2 separate regions of the Mus musculus genome follow, and region 2 is linked to region 1. The links are chromatin contacts, called in public promoter capture Hi-C maps. All regions are on one chromosome and are shown on one strand. The core of a region is the stretch at or near the end of the contact, and the rest is flanking DNA. Distances in the headings are between cores, read along the strand shown. Region 1 overlaps Vgll4 (vestigial like family member 4). Region 2 has its middle 8.3 kb from the start of Gm38876.

What was found. Capture Hi-C pulls out chosen DNA fragments and counts their contacts.
Region 2: a contact with region 1 is called in a promoter capture Hi-C map of liver. The contact joins two enhancer-like sites. A contact is called at or near these places in 2 of 484 Hi-C or Micro-C datasets (liver and uterus), 6 of 115 datasets of contacts at active chromatin or transcription factors (double positive thymocytes, effector CD8 T cells, embryonic stem cells and 2 more) and 3 of 9 other capture datasets (adipose tissue, liver and pancreatic islet).

The regions. Positions count from the first base shown.
Region 1 is chr6:114,862,173-114,865,171 of GRCm38.p6, forward strand. Vgll4 (vestigial like family member 4) reads right to left here. Exons shown (of 5, transcript NM_177683.3): 3 at 1,712-1,907; 4 at 584-707; 5 at 1-264. Among named protein-coding and RNA genes, the nearest start is that of Vgll4, 58 kb to the right of the region's middle. Within about 2 kb of position 1,544, at least 13 of the 459 cell types and tissues checked have an H3K27ac peak or open chromatin away from gene starts, as enhancers often do. A contact at or near this core is called in liver, where this site is marked.
Region 2 is chr6:114,952,319-114,955,317 of GRCm38.p6, forward strand. It overlaps a transcript of Vgll4 not described here. Among named protein-coding and RNA genes, the nearest start is that of Gm38876, 8.3 kb to the left of the region's middle. Within about 2 kb of position 1,538, at least 13 of the 459 cell types and tissues checked have an H3K27ac peak or open chromatin away from gene starts, as enhancers often do. A contact at or near this core is called in liver, where this site is marked.

The DNA of each region.
Region 1 (2,999 bases), core at 294-2,793:
CCACAGAGGGGGAGTGACTATGGCTGACCATGTGGGCAGTGGGGCTGGCTGGCTGGCCCCTGCGTGAGGCTGACTCCGGGCTGCTGGATGCGCTGTCCTTGGCTGCTTTGATCTGAAGCCATGTGTCACCTAGTGCTTTGGCAAAGTGGTCATCCACTGAGCCAGTGATGGACACCGAGTTAGGCGCCGGCTCTGGCTCCTTGTAGTTCTTGCCCAGGCTCCGACGGAAGTGCTCTTCCACCACAGGGTCACAGGTGGCAGTTGCTGCAAAGGAGGGGACAGAGGACAGATAGCTGCATCAGTGGGTCCGGGACCCAGTCAGTGATACTTAACCACACCATTAAAGGGTAAAGCCCAAGAGTCTCTGTGGCACTAAATAACAATGGTGGATCCTGGAGCCCAGAGGGGCCAGGGACAGAGGTCCTTTTCTCTATGCCTCCTGAATCATGGCCAACTCAAGGTGCACACGTGCTCTAAAACAGTGTTTTAAAACTCACCACTAAGTAAATTTTAGGAAGAGAGGTTACAGCCTATAGCTTAATCCAGGGTTCCCACATGTCTCAGGCTATGGGGGAAAACTTACCACTGGGTGGTCTCCGGTAGCTGGCAGACCCAGGCGCAGAACAGCCACTGTGTGCGATGGGACAGTGAGAGAGGTTGCAGTTGCGGGCACCCGCGGATGCACAGGTAATCACAGAGGGCCGGTTCTGTGGGAGGGAGAACAGGTCAACTCCTCATCTACTGAGCGGAGCTGCCAGCGAGCCCAGCTCTCAGGCCAGGGACCTTCCCTGTTCCTCGGGCCCTCTGTGCTACACAACAGCAGGTCGAGAGGGGGAGACTAGACTGGGGTGGGGTCCCCTTCTCCAGCACCTGCAGGTGAGCCCCAACACACAGCATCTCCTAATGGCCAGGCCCCACCCTCCCCTGTTAGTGTGTACAAACACTGACCAGAAACCTAGGAATCACAGGCCCAGAGGCTCAGAGTCCATCAAGGGTCACACAGGGGACAGAAACACTCCACCCCACAGAAACACTCCACCCCACCCCTCCCTCTCATGCTGCCTGTGTGCTTTTAAAGTCTCTTACTACAGTCTTTGTTAGAAACCTTACCCTTTTGTTGTCTCTGGGGCTTTTTATGTGGGGCTGAAGCCTCGCACACTAGGCAAGTGCCCATGTCCTCAGTCTCCCTCTACCTATCTTGCTCTTTGTAAGTCAAGGCCTTATGAAGTTGCCTCAAACTTGTAATCCTCCTGCCTCAGCCTTCCAAGTACCTGAGATTATATGCCTATACTATTAGGCCTGGCCTTGTTTTTTAAATAGCATTAATTTCATTTTCCTCTAGTAGAAGTAATAGCAATAACAACAATGGCCTGCCTTACTCACAGGTTTATGACCACTAACTTTATAGGACCCAAGCCCCCAGCAACGCTCTGACATTTAACTTAGGCCTTATGAAATCATATGGGGGAAGGGCCGGCCTCTCAAGAGGATTGCTACACTGACCCCGAGGAACACAGTGCCAGGGAAGATGGGCATCCAAGCCAGGGCCAGGCACTCATCCAGATCAACCCTGCACTGTGCAGAGAGGAAGCCAAAGGAGTGAGGGTACCAACATCCCCTCACTTCAGGACTTCTGCTCGGGGTTCTCCATGGAGCTCTTAGTCCCCAACATCCAGCCTGATATGGCCACCTCCAGATGACATATACATACCTGCTGCCGCTCCACAGCTGACCTGCCTGTGTCACTGCTGTTCTTAGTCAGGGCAAGAGGCTGCTCCATGAGGCTGGGGAGAGATGCGTACAGGTGGCCACCATGCAAGCTCACGGCGGGGGCTGCAGCCCGTTCAATGGGACTGCGGCTCCGCTCCCGGGGATCTCTGCGGCAGTCTCCGTTGACAGTCTTATTCCTGAAAGACAGGGTCATGCTCAGAGGGGGGTGACGGGCAAAGGGGGCCCTGGGGAGGAGCCATGTGCTTTCTCCTAGGTGTTTCCATGACATTCCTACACTAACGCTAAGGGCAGGACCAACAGGTGAGTTGAGGAACCACGCCCTGAGTATAGGAGAGGCACCTGCGGGCGAAGCTGGCTTTGTGGCCTCCCTCCTTTCCTGCAGGCAGATGCTGCTGCCTGCCTACACACGAGATCTACTTCATGGTCAGCTTGGGCACAGTTGGTCATTGAAGGGTGGGAATGACCCAGAGAAATGGTGCAATCCTATAAGCCAGCTCTGGAGAGGGACCACAGTGATGTTTGCTCCTAAGCAGCAGAGGCCATTTCTACCTCTGTCCAGAGAGGACACTGATGACCAGTGTGATGGCTCTGCTTCTCGGTGTGTAAGATGGCAGCCAGTGGGCAGCACTTGTACCCAGAAGCCACAGCATCAGACAAGCAGAGGACAGCAGCTCCCTGGAGCTGTGCATGCCGGCACTGAATGTGGCAAATGCCCCATGGACCACAGGCCAGCTGCTCAATGCTGCCGCCGCTACACGGGCCTGTGGAGAGTGTCAATACAGCTATGGCGTGAGAGCCCGCAAGGCCCAGCTAACACAAGGTGTTCCAAGCTCAGCTCTGTCCTCCCTCCAGCCACTTATTCTAGAACCCCTTGGGGATTCTAGAATCCCTTCGAGTCTGTCCCTCTAACTGCCAGAGCTGAGTTGTTCAACTTTAAAATTGAAAGGAAAGTGGAAGATGGTTCCCAAGACTTCTGGACGTTCTAGGTTATTCTCTAAGCCCCTGCTTGGCCTGTTCTTTGCCATCAGGGAAGCAGGTCATGTGCCTATGGGCAAAAGGCAGCCATGCCTGCCTGCTGGGCCAGCCAAATGCAACACCACCAAAGGTCATACCACACACGTGACAGCCACACCTTTTATTAGTGACCACTTAACTTTCTTTTTTTTTTTTTTTTTTTTTTTTTTAAAGATTTATTTTATTGATTATATGTAAGTACACTGTAGCTGTCTTCAGACACTCCAGAAGAGGGAGTCAGATCTCGTTAGGGA
Region 2 (2,999 bases), core at 288-2,787, 90 kb after region 1:
TTGAGAAATATTTGTCTAAAGGGAACATAACCCAGCCTCGAGTGTCTGAAGAGCCATTCAATGCCGTTCTTTACACCCATTATGCTAATTAACAAGCCACTCTATTTCTTCCCAGCACAGATCCATTTCTAACACTCATTATGCTAATCAGATCTGATATGAAACTATAAAAACAGCAGATTTTAAACAGCTGCCTCTGGAGGAAAGCCCTTCTGATTAAACGCCCAGCCTGGGATGCAAATTTAATTAGGGTAACTGCCCGCGCCCAGAAAGTGGCTTAAGGAAGCTCAGAACACTACCTCATCTCTTGTGTTTATGTAAAGAAGCAAAAGGAAGCTTGGGAGGTAGAGGGGTGTTCAGTGATGGGAGTGTGTGCCTAGCTCCATAGCAGATGCTCCAAAAGAGACCAAGAGATGGATCCTCAACACCCTGTGACACCCAATCTGGAAGAACTCTGAAATACTCAGCAGTGGCTAACCTCATCAGTTGTTCTGTTTATCTGAGACCAGATCTCATGTAGCCCAGGCTGGCCTCATGCTTGCTATGTAGCCAAGAATGACCTGCAACTTCTGATCCTCCTGCCTCCACCTCCAAAATACTGGGATTATCACTCCAAGCTAGTAGTTCCCCTCGTGGGGATGGTGTACTAGGAGAGAGTGAGAGAGAGAGAGAGTGAGAGAGAGAGAGAGAGAAAGAGAGAGATTTTCTTCTTTGTTTTAATCTTTAATTGGGTATCAAGCTTCTACAAACTTAATTTTCTCTGGTATTTCCAAGATAACCTGCTTGTGAGTTCTTGCTATTAAAAAAAAAAAAATCAAAAGAAAATGTTTCCTAAATTACAGTGTGCTGTGAAATACAATGAGATGAGGCTCAGAATAGCAATGGTTATTACAAGTCTGTTTCACGGGTGTTAAAAAAATCGATTCCACAGAGAGGAGTCACACTCCAGTGGCAATTTTATTGCCAATGAATGCTTCTTAAGTGCCTACCATATGCACCAAATGGTGTGTGCTTCTGCTTGGGACATAAGGCAGAAAGAAGGGAACTCACCCTCAGCAGGCAGAGGTTCCAATCAACGGACTCTCAGGATCCAGGCCTTTTGTTACAAGGCACTATTCTGACATCTTACTTCTCTGAAGTACAAATTAATGAAACCATGATTCTGTTAACTCAGAGACATAGACAGTAAAATAAATGGCCACACTCCAGCTTGGGGGTTCCTGATCAATTTTTCCCCTCACTTCAGGGAGCCAGAGTTCAGGCAGAGTTCAAGCTCCCAGGTGTGCCTATATATAATTCTTGTATACTACATCTCAACTGAAACTGCCTCCTGGCTACCTGGCTATCTGCTCAGGTCCACTTCTGCAGGCTGCATGCCCCAGTTAGCATTTCCACAGCTCATATGTTGGTCAGGCCTCCTAGTACGTAAGAGGACAAAGTCCTTAAAGCAGAGACATGTCCTCAAGGTTGTCCAACTGTGGGTCTCCGTTCGTTACCTTGGACCATACTTTCATCACAATGGACCTTACTGGAACCACACTGTACAGAGCGTCCCAGATCAGACCCACGATGAGGGCATGGGTCAAGCATGACATGGACTGCTCTCTCATGTATACCATCTTCAAACTGCTCTAAAGCTACAAATTGAGAGGAAAGGCAAGATAATGAGCAGAAAGCAAGGAGGAAGAAGCAAATACCATCCCTGCACGGGCTGGTCTGATATGGGGGCTCACAAGCCATCACCATCGGCCAGGCTGAGAAAATGCTGAGTGCATTTTCACTGGGGCACAATCTGTCATTTTGTCCCCTCTTCTTCTTTTTCTTGGTGGTGGTGGTTGTTTTGTTATTTGAGACAGGGACTCACTATATAGCTCGGGCTGTCCTGGAACTCACAACATAGACCAGGCTGGCCTCAAACTCACAGAGAGCCACCTGCCTCTGCCTCTCATGTTGTTGGGATTAAAGGCATGCACCACCACTTCCTGGCAAGATCTTTTATTTTAAAGTGGAGGTGGTTTTATTAAAATATTTTAATACATTCTTTAAGCATAGGGGTTAAGAGAAAGAGAGGCATTCAGAGAGAAAAGACACACCCTAGAACCCAGGAGTAGGGTTCTCAGAGAAGAGTCACCCAAAAGGTTTCAATCAAAGCAAACCAGTTATAAAATCTTATACTATAAAATACACAAGGAAAAAAATAACACACATTTTGTAAGCATCCCAATAAGACGAGATACCATATAAAAGACACCATAGTAGGAACCTGCAAGATAGATGGTGGATGTACTAGTTTGAATGAGAAATGCCCCCCGTGGTCCTAGGCACTTGAACACTTGGTCCCCGGTGGCGGCACTATTTGTGGAGGTTTAGGAGGTGTGGCCTTGAGGGAGGAAATGAGTCACTGGGGTGGACTCTGAGAGTTCAGTCTTAGCCTTGCCCATTTCCAGTTCGTACTCTCTGCAGCTTGATTGCACATCCACATGAGAGCTCTCAGCTTCCTATTCCTGCTGCCATGCTGTACCTGCCTTTATGAACTCTAACCCTCTGGAAACATAACCCCAGATACATTCTTCTACAAGTTACCGTGGTCATGATATTTTATCACAGCAATATAGAAGAACTAATGCAGTGGAAAAGACACTTGCCACCAAGCTAATGAATCGGGCTCAATCCCCAGAAGCCATATGGAAGAAGGGGAAAACCAAAGCATAACATCGCCCTCTGACCTTCACATATGTGCTGTGGCATGCACATACTCACACATATACAAATATCCACACAAACAAATACAAAAATAAAGACACAAAGGTACTATTATTCTGTCAAGTGCCTGGTCCCTTTATTTTGATCACTTTTTTAAACTACTAAATGAATAAGAATTTAAAAAAAAAAAAAAAAAGCTAAGGACACCCCAGCCTCACGGACAGTCCTGAGAGGAGAGCCTCTCCCAGACAGAGAGAACAAGAATAGCATTTTCACTGAGCACTGAGTACGTTCCA